Linked DNA regions of Anser cygnoides: region 1 is linked to region 2. The links are chromatin contacts, called in public Hi-C maps. All regions are on one chromosome and are shown on one strand. The core of a region is the stretch at or near the end of the contact, and the rest is flanking DNA. Distances in the headings are between cores, read along the strand shown.

Evidence for each region. Hi-C and Micro-C count contacts between places; a contact is called where the count stands out from the background.
Region 1: a Hi-C map of liver shows a contact between it and region 2, with 2.4 times the contacts expected there. The contact joins two enhancer-like sites. A contact is called at or near these places in 2 of 7 Hi-C or Micro-C datasets (granulosa cells and liver).

Annotation. Positions count from the first base shown.
Region 1 is chr4:6,501,727-6,508,882 of Taihu_goose_T2T_genome, reverse strand. No RefSeq gene overlaps it. Among named protein-coding and RNA genes, the nearest start is that of ATOH8, 19 kb to the right of the region's middle. Within about 2 kb of position 1,347, at least 1 of the 3 cell types and tissues checked has open chromatin away from gene starts, as enhancers often do. A contact at or near this core is called in liver, where this site is marked.
Region 2 is chr4:6,343,386-6,349,759 of Taihu_goose_T2T_genome, reverse strand. POLR1A (RNA polymerase I subunit A) reads right to left here. Exons shown (of 34, transcript XM_048047789.2): 29 at 5,737-5,850; 30 at 4,573-4,857; 31 at 3,964-4,164; 32 at 3,075-3,192; 33 at 1,717-1,881. Among named protein-coding and RNA genes, the nearest start is that of POLR1A, 29 kb to the right of the region's middle. Within about 2 kb of position 2,904, at least 2 of the 3 cell types and tissues checked have open chromatin away from gene starts, as enhancers often do. A contact at or near this core is called in liver, where this site is marked.

The DNA of each region.
Region 1 (7,156 bases), core at 98-2,597, 160 kb before region 2:
GGGTTTTCTATGAGCCCCTTGTATTTCCTTCCCCAGCTGAATAGGTATTCAAAAAATAGACAGAAATTCATGCGAGATGCAAACCCAAGGATCTGGGAGAAGCAAATAGCCGAAATTACTACACAGCCCTCATTGCACCACCCCATGAGAAAAGCCATGTTCAGGCCCTTTCTGTTTGGGTGATGGATGTTTCAATGGACAGTCAGATAAATATATTTATTTTCCCTGAAAAAAAAGAAGCCTTGTGCAGAAAAGCCTACTATATTTTAATGTCACTGCAACTTTCAGTTGGGCCAGAAGTCTAAACATTTCTTTCCAAGCCCTTGGCTTCCCAGAGGAATTTTTTTCCAAATGGTTAGTGAAAATGCAGACAAATGGGTCAAATATCACAGGAATTGTAGAATGAAAGATGGGGTCCATCAAGACCAGAGGGTGGGCAAACTGCTCTAGGTGACACTGTTTGAGTAGGGGTTGGACCAGGTGGCCTCCAGAGGTCCCTGCCACCCTCAGCCATCCTTGTGAAGACAAGAACAAGAAGGCTCCTTCCTTTATCCCGTTCAAGCTGTTTGGCATCCTGCTGGAAGCACTGGGTTTGGGGGACACACGATGCATCCCAAGAAGGTATGAAGGGGGAAGGCGGATGAATTCTCACCCCTGCATGAAATCCTGGTAAGAGCAGCCCATTGGGCAAGCGGCTGTCACTCTATGCAATTAGATATAATTAATAACACACAGCTCAGAGAGGGGCCAGCAGGCACCAGTGGTGGTCCGGACCGTTCCCAGCCATGATGGGGTGCTGGGTGCTGCCACCCACCTACCTTCCAGGTGGCAAGGCCGTGCCCTTTTGGGGAGCCCCATACATACATGCTGCCATACATCATCCCGGCTGGCCGGGCAGCAGCCCTAACCTGGGTCTGTCCATCAGCCCGGAGCCAGGCTGTCCCCTTGCTCCCCTCCCGCCACCCCCTCGCCGGCCGCCAGGACTTTGTGTCCTAAAAGCTCATTCTTTCCATAGCGTAAAAAATAAACCAGCATGTGCTCCCTCTCCAACGCCGCCCATCTCCGCAACGGCCCCGGGTGGGTTGTTGTCGTAGTTGGGCTCGTTGGGCTCGGTGTCTGCTTAAATAACAGAATTACAGCGGGCCTAATCCTGCAAAGTGCTGAGTAACAGCTCGTTCCCAATAAATTAAGTAGGCACTCAGCGCCGCGGCCTGATATTTGTATCCATGTCCTCCTGGATTATCAGTCTCTCCTCCTTGCTCTCTCCCCGGCCCCTCGGGGAGCAATTATCTGTGAATGAGAACAGAATAACTCTTTTAGCAGAAGGTTTCCACACTCGCACACAAGGAGCGCTCTGAATGGATTTATCATGCTCACTAAAAAGGGAGGTGGAAAAAAAAAAAAAAGTCCCCCCTTCTCTCTCTCATTTTTTTATTTTATTTTATTTTAAGGAGAAATCCCTGAAGCGGCAGCCATTCCCTGGTGGCTCCCCGCACCAGAAAAAAATAAAATAAAATAAAATGGATATAGTAAAACTTTTTAAGGGAAGCATGAATCGGTTCTTCAGAAAAACAAGGCAGCGGTGCCAACTGGAAATGTTTGCTTTGGGGGTGAGTTAGATGGCTGGCGTCAGCCAGGGCTAAAGACATGCCAGCGGAATGCAATATTGGGGAAGCAGCAGGTCACTCAATCACTGGCAATTTGCCCAGGAGCAACTGGATGCCTTCAGATTTTTTTTTCTTGTGTGTGTGTGTTGCTTTTTTTTTCTTTTTTTTTTTTTTTTTTCTTTTTCCAGGCAAACAGAGCCTTAGCAGTTTCAGGGCCGGTGAGAGCTGGAGAATGGTATTTCTGAGAGGCACGCTCCTGCAGGAATATCCCTCGGTCTGCGCGGCTGTGCAGCGGTGACATCTGGCAGAAGAAGCTGCGTTTCTACAGATGGGGCTGAATCTGGCCCGCGGCCGCACACAGCAGAAGATGCGGCACCACATGCAGGGAAAGGATGGGGCAACGGGAAGGGACAGCAGTGCCAGCACCTCTGAAAATACCCTCCGCAGAGAAGAAATATTTTTTTTCTTCCACTAACAAATATCAAACACCAGAGAGGAGTTTTTGCTTATATTTTTGGGAGGCAATAGTTGTTTTTTTTTCAAGGTTAACTTGCTTACAAGAGTAGAGAAAGTAACTGAAATATAAAAAGAAAAAAATATTTTGAAAAAAACACATCAACATGGAGGAGGCAAAGCCCCAACAGGCAATTTTTCTGTATTTTTTCATGGCTCTATCGCTTGTGCAGAGTGCCAGGTTGCAAAGCCTGGGGAGGGAGGGCTCCCAGCAAGCCCAGCTCGTAGCTGCCACCCTCGTTAGGGATTTGCCCTTTTTGCTAACAAGGGAAATTGGTGTCCGGTCAGCGGCTGAACGCAGCACATCATGTGCTGATGTCAACCATGGCACTTCTCCAGAGGTGAAAAAGAACAATAAAATTGTCCTCACCACTGTCCCCCTTCACCCATATGGGTAAAGCCCAAATGTGAGATGGAGAGGAGCTCCCACGGAAGCATGGCCCTGAATCCATGGGGTTCGATACTGTTCAGAGGTCATCCTCCATGTAGGCAACCTGATCAACCCGTGAAGAAATCGGAGAGAAAGAATAGGTTTTTGGAGGCAGATCCCAGCTATGATCAGAAGGTTGGGATCCCTGAGAGGTCTCCTGAGTGGGGTCATGCAGAGGCATTCAGAAGGAGACAATTAACTGCATGTGCAATGCAGCCACTGACGGCAACCAAGTGACAAGCTCAAGAATTTCTTGACCACCTCTTGGCTCCAATTCTTTGGGCTTTCTTGAGGGCATTGGTCCAAATTTTCTGCTGGTGGTAACCCCACCAGGGGCCCTACGCATGCTCTGCCAATGTCCCCTGACCTGGCAGCTGTCCTTGCACTGCCATGCCATGGTGCCTGGTGCCTGCCACCAGTCCACCCAAGCTTGGAGACCATCAGGCATTGAACAGCAGCTTTATCTCGGGACTCATTCCCCACCTGAAATGCAGCTTTTCTGCTACTCCTGGCTTTCAGAGCAGCTGCTCCAGCAAACGCGATCATAGCATGATCATTCTTGTCTCTCCATTGACTCCTTTCTTTTTACATTTTCCTTCTGGCTTTGGATCTTGATCCAACTGTGTTACAGAACAGACCTAAAAGCACTCAGCATCCCAGCTCTCCATCACTCTTCTTTTCTGCTTCTCTTTTCATCTTAAAAGAATCATATTTGGAACAAGAGATGGTCATTTAATCACTGGACAAGGGCTTTAGTTAAAATGAATTGCATTCCCAGGTCAGTCACTACTTTCTTGTGTGATCTTGAGAATGTCCCTGCCCCAGATCTTTGTACTGTCAGATGGATATTGCAACCTTTTCTTTTCCTTGCTAAGTCTTTTTTTGCTCTCAGGAGCGGAAGGAGACTCTCTCTTGCAATGTGCATGCATGGCAAACTCGTGAAAAGAATTTGGTTTTACTGTAAAGTATCTTGAACAATTATTTAATAAAACACCCTAGTTCTTTACAATGATCTGAGGGAAAGAACATTTCCCAACTTCTTTTCTAGATGATTAATCCGGCTTTCTCTCCTTGCAGAAAGGGTCATATCAGAGCATCCAGCACGTACAACCTCTCCAGATGCCATAATGGCCACCAAGCCATGGCACCTCATCACCTGCCCGCAAGCACCTCCTGCTTCCCAGGAGGACCTCTGGTGTGGTTCAAGAGGAGCACTGATGGGCAGTGATTAAAGACAGAGTGGACATACTCAGTAACCCAGCAAGATCCTTGTCACAGTGAGCTCTCCCACCCAACCCTGTACTCCAGGGCTGCAGCACCAGGCAGGTCACCTGCTGGAGATGAGAAGGATCAAGCCCTTCTCTGCTTCTGTCTCAAGTGTTGCTGTGTTGCTTGGGCAAATCATTTTTGCTTTCCGTACCTCAGTTTCCCCATCTGGAACATGGAAAAAGTGATCTTGGCTTCTTTTTAAAGCCCTTTGAGATGTGTAGATGAGGAGCCCTTTTAAAGAGGTAAGCAGTATTATAAGCAGCGGACTCTCGTCTGCCAAGAACCAGAAGTGATACGAGGGTGATGAAATTCAGGCCACCTCATCAGCAAAGCATGTTGTCCTGGCCTTCAAGACAAGGTTAGGGCTCTCGGAGAGAGCCCGTTCCTTTTTGGGACAGAAAGGAGTGGACACAGACCCAGCGCATGCTTTCCTATTATTAGTCATTTGTATCCATGCATTGCCACAAATGTATATGGCCCTTAAAAACCCAACCAAAGCAAATGCATAACCTAAAGCCATCTAACCCAGGAGCTCAACTGTGCAACATAAGCTGATTTTAAGTCTCCAGCTAATTTCCCCGTGATGGCTTGAGCAGGATGGGTGCAACCAGCCCTCAACAAGCCCCCAAGCCCCACCACCTCCATGAGCCTTTCAGTAGGGCTGGAAGGGGACAAGAGCCAGCAGGTGGACCTGCCTGGGGACCGAAGCTGGAGAGAGCATCGAGGCTTCTCCAGAGGACCATGCAGGACGGTGACACACGGCTTGGCGGAGGCAGGAAAGCTGGACGGAGGCAAGCCACAGGCATGGGAGAGCTTGGTGAGGACCTCACAAACGAGGCCAGAGGCACGATCGAGAGCTGCTTTGCACGACGAGGCCAAATCCGTCCCTGGCACGGCTCCGCTCCGGCCACCTCCATATGTTTGTGTAATAATCCCGCTCCGGCCGCTCAGGGAGGCACCGGCTGTGCGGGGCTGGCGTGCCAGCCCGGAGGCCCAGACGCCAGGACAGCACCAGATGCCGGGCATATTTTGTCAGCTGCGCGGCAGCGGGGAGTCACACGGGGCCCGGCGTGCACCTGTGCGACCCTGAGCCGGCCTGCTATTAACAGCCGGCAACAGCGCTCGGATGCTGTACGGCTGACCGCTCCGTTCCCCAGCGCGGTGATAAATTAGCCTCCCCGCTGGCAGCCCCGAGCTCTTCTGCAGCAGGGATTGATGTGAATGCTGAGCGAGGCCAGCCCGGCTCCGCAGCCTCCTGCCTCTGCTGCATGGCCCTGTGGCCCTCCTGCACCTCAGCACCCTGTTGTGCACGGGGTGCCCCCTGCTCCCAACACTCTCCAGTCAGCCCCTTGAGGTGAGGTGGCTCTGAAGGTCTCCTGTTGCAGCTAATTAACATTTGGGGTCTTCCACAATGTTTGAGACTGGCACTGTTTTCCTGGAGAGGAGATAAGATAGGGAGGGTCAATGTGAGATATGAAGTTGCTGGGAGGTGCTTGAAGCCAGAGAAAGCACCCAGAGGTAAAGTTACAGCAGACACTGAGTATGAGGGGGCTAAAGCTTTCTCAGATTTGGGGGACAAAAGCTAGAGGTGTCAGGAAAGGAAGCACTGATGGAGAAAGCTGCATTTACCTCTTCTCTCATTTGCCCTTTGTGCCCTGAGTGGGCACAAAGTTCAACATGAGCCAGCAGTATGCCCTTGCTGGAAAGAAGGCTAATGGTATCTTGGGCTGCTTTAGGCAAGTATCACCAAGAGGTGATTCACCGACAGCTCATCCTTCCCCTCTATTCAGCACTGGTGAGGCCACACCCGGAGTGCTGGGTCCACTTCTTGCCCTCCCAGTAAAAAAGAGCTGTGGACATACTGGGGAGAGCCCGACAGGAAGGCACAAAAAGGGCCTGGAGCACATCTGCTATGAGGAGAGGCTGGGAGAGCTGGGGCTGCTCAGCCTGGAGAAGAGGAGGCTCAGGGGTATCTCATCCATGTTTATATACACCTGAAGGGAGGCTGCAAAAAGGATGGAGCCAGGCTCTTTGCAGTGGTGCCCAGAGCCAGGCCAAATGGCACTGGACACAACCTGGAGCACTGGAGGTTCCCTCTGACCATCAGGAAGCCCTTCTGTGCTTGGTTGGTGACAGTGCTTGGTAGGGGCATTGGACAGGATGACCACGAGAGGTCCCTTCCATCCTCAACCATTCTATGATTCTGATAAGCACCGGCCCTGCAAGACTTGCAGGAAAATTCCTGCCATGTCCAACCCCTGTGGAAGAGACACACAACAGGTAAAGTGATGGTCTTCACATTTTCTATTTTCTTTCACTGCTGACCCAAAACAAGCAAAATCTGACTCATTAACAGAGCTAGTTAGCATCAGGATGAAAGGTCCAATAGGGACTGCAGACTCTTGGGAAATAAATTTTGATGCCTTGGGACTCAGAAAAATGATTTCCCAGGCATCATGTGCATAACACAGCCGGCTTTGTGACTTTTCCTCTTTTTCTTCATCAGTTCTTGGTTCTAGCACAAAGATGATTTTTAATGCCAAATCATTGTGCTTCTTCCCTCTTTATTTCAGGCCGCAGGCTCACCACATTCTGGATTGGTTGCAACCCATCTGGTTTCACTAATACTTCTAATATAATATTTATAACTAGCTAAGGGCTGATCATATGACGGGTGTAATCAATAAGTCATGTGCCAATTGTGGTTATTCTACACCTCGAGCCATTTTTCTGTATTTTGGCATTCAGAGCCTGTTGGGGTATTTGCATGTTTTGTTGTTGTTCCTTTCCACCTTTGCAGCCGGGCATTAAAGACGGCTTTCCTGAGTCTCAGTAATTGAGAAAAAAGGCACATCACTTTGTTTCCACCCAAAAAAGGAAATGAGATGAGAGAATCAACCAAAAGCTCTGCTTGCCAGATACCACTTGCCACCATCTTTGGCTTTGCTGAAGGAACTTGCCCTTAGGGAAGTTGTTCAATCTAAACAAAACTGTCTTTTCAACAAGTTTGTCCTTTGCTTTGCCAGAAGGCTTACCCAACAGGAACCAAAACCAGGTCTGACAGTTTTAGCTCACCCGTGGCCAGCTGTGGCAGCCCTACTTCAAATTCAATGGGCACAGGACATTTCCTGGCAGATTATCGGGTAGCAGGGAGAAAAGACCACCTATATCAAAGGGGTAGGGCCCATTGCTTGCAGAGACCTCTTTCTTGTTCTCTCTGCCCTTCTCACTCTACATGGCTACAGTGGGCTCGAAGGGGAAGGAATGTCTTGGTAGATGCTCAGATAAAGCAAGAGGCCCCTCCAGAAAGGGACACTATCAAGTAACTTCAAGAAAC
Region 2 (6,374 bases), core at 1,655-4,154:
AAGTAAACCGCTGCTCCTAAATGTGTGCCAACTGAGAAAAGGGGAAAAAAAAAAAAAGGTTCTTTGTTAGGTCAAAGGCGTAACTGTCCTGTTCGCTCACGTGACGTTCACAAAGAGTTATTCTCTGAGCAAACAGCCAGAAGGATCTCGCTTCCGATGCAGATGTGCTCTTGCACCAAATCCTGATCAGCAATCTGCTGGGTCACACCTGAGCTCTCGCGGCACTTCCTGCTCTGTTAGCAGTGCCCCGTGGTCGCAGCCCTTCCTATTTCTGTCTTACTGATTCAGGCCGTAAGTAGGCACAGTATCTATTTAAATGTACACTCGAGATATCAGCTGCATTAAAGCAAATTAGATCCAGACTGCTGTAATCCACATTATGACTTGGTTTCCATCTTGGGGAAATCAATAAATCCCTGCACTTGCAACCAGTGCGGCTTTCCTGCAAATTCACCATGCCCTTCTGTTAGCATGCACTTTGTGTCTTTATTTGTAATATTATCCGTAAATGTAATCATGTTTCACCTGACAAAAACTTTATCTTATTTCTAAGTCAACATGTGCTACGATGTATATCCTGAGAAAGCGACTGTGCAAGAATCTTCCTCTTCTGCTCCATTTCTCTCCAAATTTACGCCTTTCCTTTCTGATTTTCAGATGATTTCTAAGTCACTTGTAACCAATACTATTCAGTAAAACCCAAGTTACCTTCCCAGACAAGGTGCAAAACAGCATTAAGAGAAAGGAATTAAGTGACAAAGTTTCCCTCCCTGACATCTGTGCCAGGCAGCTTAAGACACTAGCTGAAGAGACCGTGTTGACAGCTTTTCCCATTTGTATTAGGTAACAAAATGGTGACACAGGAGCATCCAAGAAGGAGCATCCAACAGGCAAGTGACAAAAAACAAGAGCAAAAAGGACGTGTAGTTAGTATCCAAAAAATAAGATCAAACTGTTCAGTGACACTTAAAACATAACTTCTTTGGACAGGACCCCAAAATACAGATGGCTAGTGCCATTTAAATGCCCTAAAGGATCCATGCAGATATGTCGTCTGTTGGACAAGGCAGAGAACCCAAGAGATTTGCACAACTTCCAGAATAGCAAATAGGGGCCAGAAAAGGCTACCGTACTCTCGGTTATCCAAAATGGCACCGGAATCCTACCATTAGCCAAATGAATGTGACCCTTTGTCTGTGGTTGGGGGGAGACCCCAAAGACAGTAAAGTTCTACAAAGCAGAAGAAATCCAGAATCAAATTAAGAACCAGGAAGACTGTTCTCACAATAAAACAGCAATTTTAAAGCAGAAGAGATGAAAACGTGGGAGTAATAACAGAGACAGGAAAACCAAGCAGAGATGACAACTTTAATGGTCTAAGCAGAGACAGAAAAAGGCAGATTTAATAGTCTGTTATAAGGCTTTGCTATAACAAACCGTAACAGTTTTAAGGTTTGTTATAAAAAAGCCTATCTAATTCTTAAAGACAGGAATCACAGACCCCACAAATTACATGTGGGAGCTGACTTCATTTAAGCTGACAGAATTTTATTAAAAATGTCTGGAACATTTTCCTAGGCAAGGACTTAATTAAAATGTTAGCCTCTGGCCTTTTTTCTAACACAATTATGCAGTACTTGAAATAGTGGAAATTTATGATGAAAACAAAGCATATGTGAAATTCTGCAGCGATATAGTTCAAACTAAACCACTTACCCATCATGGTTGCTTCCTTCAAGAATTTGTAACTGGTTTCAAACGTCATCTGTTGCAGAGGGGAGGAGCTGGACTGGATTCCAAAGCGATTCAGTGGTTTATAAACTCCTTCAAAACACATGTAATCTGCCACAAGTGAAAGGTGCCGAGGGTCTACCACAATGCCTAAGAACACAGGAAAGAGCAATCATCAGAGCACTCAAGTGCTAAGGTATTCCTGTCTAAAAAAGAAATCTGATCTAAATTAATCCCCTGGATCTAATCAACATGGAGAACATCTCTTTTAACATCCTTATGGCGACTGCAAATCTTTGTATGTAGCTGGTGTGGCTGCTCCCCTCAATTATCCAAGCTGGGCACTCCTCATTTTAATATAAAACAGTACTTCTGCAAGGCAACTAAGATGTCAAGAATGCTGCAACAAGGCAGCGTTTCACTCTACATAAAATCAGTAAGATCTACGTCATTTTTGTTTACATGCATCCAGCCAGTTGTGACAGGACAGAGCTTTTATCTTCTCACTCATGGCCTGTATTAGCTAGGCACTGGAAGCAGCAAGGTTCTGGTATTTTCTGTTTACGACGTTAGGCATCCACAAAAAAAACAGACAAACAAACAAAAACATTCAGTCTAAAAAGAAACAGTACTTATTTTTAAGTAACACTGCGGTGGCAAGTGCGATGGGAGATCATTAACAGTTCTGTCAACATTTACCTACCAGTTCTTGAACAACTTGAAGGTTGGACCATTCTGGGCTGCCAGCCGAAAAATTTGTTGGATGAGACTGGTTGCTAAAACTCCCACTGCATTAATCTTCCCTCTTTTCAAGAGTTTAATTCATAGCGTGACTTAGCTCACTTAAGGCAAATGCAACACGCCAAGCTTTAGCAGCCTAACAAGCCAGGCATCCTCCCTGAACTGGGACTCTCAGTAGTGCAGAGGGACAAACCCTCAGACAATGCAGTATCAATGCAGCTTCTATCATTTTAGGAATTACATACATTTAACTATAAAAGGACCCTAGACTCTTATCGTTAAAAAAGCTAGAATGAGACAAGATTAATCCTATTCTCAGGGCCACTATGCACTGGTCTAACATAGTTAAGGTTCCTCAGATGTTAATAATTAATTCCTCTGGACTTTCCAGCTTGCACAGTAATGGAATAGAAAAAAATCTGTGATGCATGGAAAAAAAACCTTGTCTAGGGCATTTTCTACAGATTAAACAGAACTTGAATAATGAATTCTTCACAGAAGGCACTATAATCATCAGAATGATGAAAAAATGAAGAGACATAACTGTGAGCAATGTGGCAATTATAATAAAGGCCATCTTCAAAGATGCAAACAAAACCTACCATATACAGCAAACACATCTTTTATTTCCTTTATAAGGACCCTCAGGGCAGACTCAATACCGTAATGCTTAGCCATGGCATGAATATCATTGGAATAAAGCCTGTTCAGGTCCAAAATCTGAAAGACAAAAAAAACAAAACACAGATATAAACTAGCACAGTAACTACTCTATTTTTTCCAAGTAGCTTAAGCTAAGCTAAGCAAGCTAACGTAGTTTTTTTCCCTCCACCTTTCATTAGCTTAAACACCACCAAAAGTTGCACAAAAACAAGACAGTAGCTCAGAGCCAAATACAGACAAAAATGACACTGGAGATTTATGTTTAGGCAAGTGATCATTGTGGTTTATACACAGGTCGGAATCAAAATTCAGCACAGAAATAACTGACCTGAGTTTAGAAAACAAACAAACCAACTAACCATTCCTAGCAGCAGAAGGACATGTTGAAGTCTTCCAAGAAATGTAATGCCCAGTCTGTCTCAACCAACCAGAACTCTTAACAAAAGCAGTAGAAAATATGTAGCATAAAACAATCCTCTATTTGTAGAGTTATGGGCTAGATGGCATAACAGAACTATTCATCTCCAAGTACTGCAATTCATTTAGATGGAAGAATTCCCTCAAGTAACATTTATAGAGACAGTTACAAGCATAGTGTGGAATTATCTGTCATTAGATACTGGGCTGCTGCACAAAAAAACAATTTGCAATTTACCCTTGAGAAAAGGCTTCACTGAACTCTGAACGCAGCTGGGGGAAAAAAGGAGAAGGAAGGAAGCCTAAGAGCTGAAAAGGCTACACGTCAACCCTGCTAACACCTATCATCCACCCCCTCTCCGTAGAGCACAGAAGATCACTCCAGTTCAGGATTATAAATAGACTACGTACATCAGAGTATCTGAACAGCTCTGCAAGATTTATCCCTTCAGTATGCAGAATGAGTTCCTTCTCTCCTTGCTTATTGGTACTTTCATTCAACAAGCACCGGGTGATCCCCTTCACTTCATGGATGACCGTGTTTCGTGTCAGAGAGAGAAGCAAAGAGGAGAGATCGAAGTACGCCTTCATCAATGGAAGTGTCAAGGAAACCTAAAAAGAGAAAAAAACAAAAGTGGTGTTTTTCTGTAAAAACGCTTGAGCATTAGGCTCAATAACCTACTTCTTCTTAGGCAAAAAGCAGACAAATAGGATTATCCTAATTGTGTGTTTTAGGAACGTAAATGTCTGACTAGAATTATAGTCATAAATATATTTATTTATAAACAAACATGTCAATTGTCTTTTAAAAAAGTTTCATTGGGGTTTTGAAAGTCAGCTGTAAATAATTGCGTCAAGAAGAACATTTGTGCTGAGGCACGCACTTCCACTCCTCTGTACTAATAGGGGACTGCTGATGAGACAAAACAGCAGCACTCCACTGAAGAGAGCCCTGTTACAAGGGCTACGTGCAACTGTTGTGCAACCACACACAGCTGCTTCCAGGCACCACCAGCTTACCTCACACCAAAGTTCGTTTTCAGTGTCAAACGTGTAATCCTGAATTGACGGGTGACTGTTCAGAACAGCATTTATTCGCATCTCCGCTGACTTGAGTAATAGATTTCTCTCTTTTTTAGTCTGAGACGTAAAGGAAAGATGTTGAGGATCATCACCATCTGCTCCGTTCTGATCTCCTTCCTCAGCACCTTGAGCCCTCTCTTCTTTGTCTGATTCAACCTCTTCATCTTCTGGATTCTCAGCAACGTTTTCTTCCGCATTCTCTTCCTCACTCTCATAATCAACCTAAAAGAAACAATGATGTAATTACGTAGGCCAGAGCACATGCAGAAACAAACACACTATGAAGCAGTTTTATTCATGAATATTCTTGACAGATGAGTTGCAAGTACCTTGCCTATGACACAATGAAAATGTCATCCTGTTACAAAGAGAATACAGCAGGATTCAGTTCAGTCTCTATTTCTCTTGCTGTTATTTCTCGATGCAATCGTGGATGCTATAGCTTATTGCCACTGTGGCAGAATTATTATTATTATTTATTTTTTTAAGCCCCAAAAGGCTCTTCCCATAATCTAGCTTTGATGATTGGAGTCCCTCAGGATTTTACTCTTGCTGAAACTGCAGCTGACCATTCTTTGTACAATAATTATGAAGTAGTAAGCATGGAATGAACACTCACAGCCAGAATATTTATAACAACTACACTGTAGTTTTAAACACAACTAATGACGTGAAAATAGCAAGACATAAGGTTAAGTTGAACTACAGCACAGACAACCTGACGCATCTATCCAATAGCTGAAGAAGGGGGCTTTGAATAAAATCTGAAAGATCTCTTCCATCTCTAACTTGCACAGTTCTTTACTGCTCTTAAAAGAGTAATTAGTAAAATAAGAGTTCTTAAAGAACTACAGGGACCAGGCCCAACCATAATAAGCACATCACCAGAAGTCTCAGCCCACATTTCCTGCTACAGATTTCTCCCCCCATCCAAATTAAAACTGATCAGCACAAACCAATGACTTCCCTAAGCCTTTTACTTTATTATTATTGGCTTTCTTGCTGGCGTTTAGCTTCTATAGACATTATCCTTCTCAAACTCAGACCAAAACAGTGGAAACAGAATTCAAGTGCAGTACTGAGCACCTATGAAATCATTACCTCTTCTTCCTGGTTCTTCCTCCGTTTTGCTTCTGTAGCATCACCATCCCCTTCATCAGCTTCTGCATCAACAATCTTCTCTTCCTCTTCGGGAGCTTCCTGACTATTTTGTGCCTAGAAATCCATAACAGATGAGACAATCAGGCTGACTCTGCGGTAAAGCATGAACTGTATCCAAAGGCTTTAGGCAAACATTCGTAATTTAAAAATCCCCTGTCCATCTTTATGGCAGACATCCCCTGTTCTACCTTTAAGAACAAACTAATTTCTAAAATAACACTACTGTAAAAAACAAACAAAAAACCTCGTATTAGTGATAGCTGTCATGTTAAACCAGAATTTCTACAAAATATATAAGCTATTGCTCTGCTTATATGACAGTCCATATTGGGAAAAGGGTGGCAGAAGGAACATGCAAAAGCTTTTCAACGAATAAAGGACCTTCCCCCAAAGGTTTTGACAGGCAGTGCTGTGAAAGGATCTTGTTCTGATGGCAGAGAGTGCTAAGTTTTTATCTCAGTGCAACTAAAACAAGTATTATCACATGCTGAGAATGTGTAAGTAAATTAGGATTATATGAAACGACTATTTCCTTGTTAATTTGATAAGGATACAAAGAGAATTTATACATAAAGAAA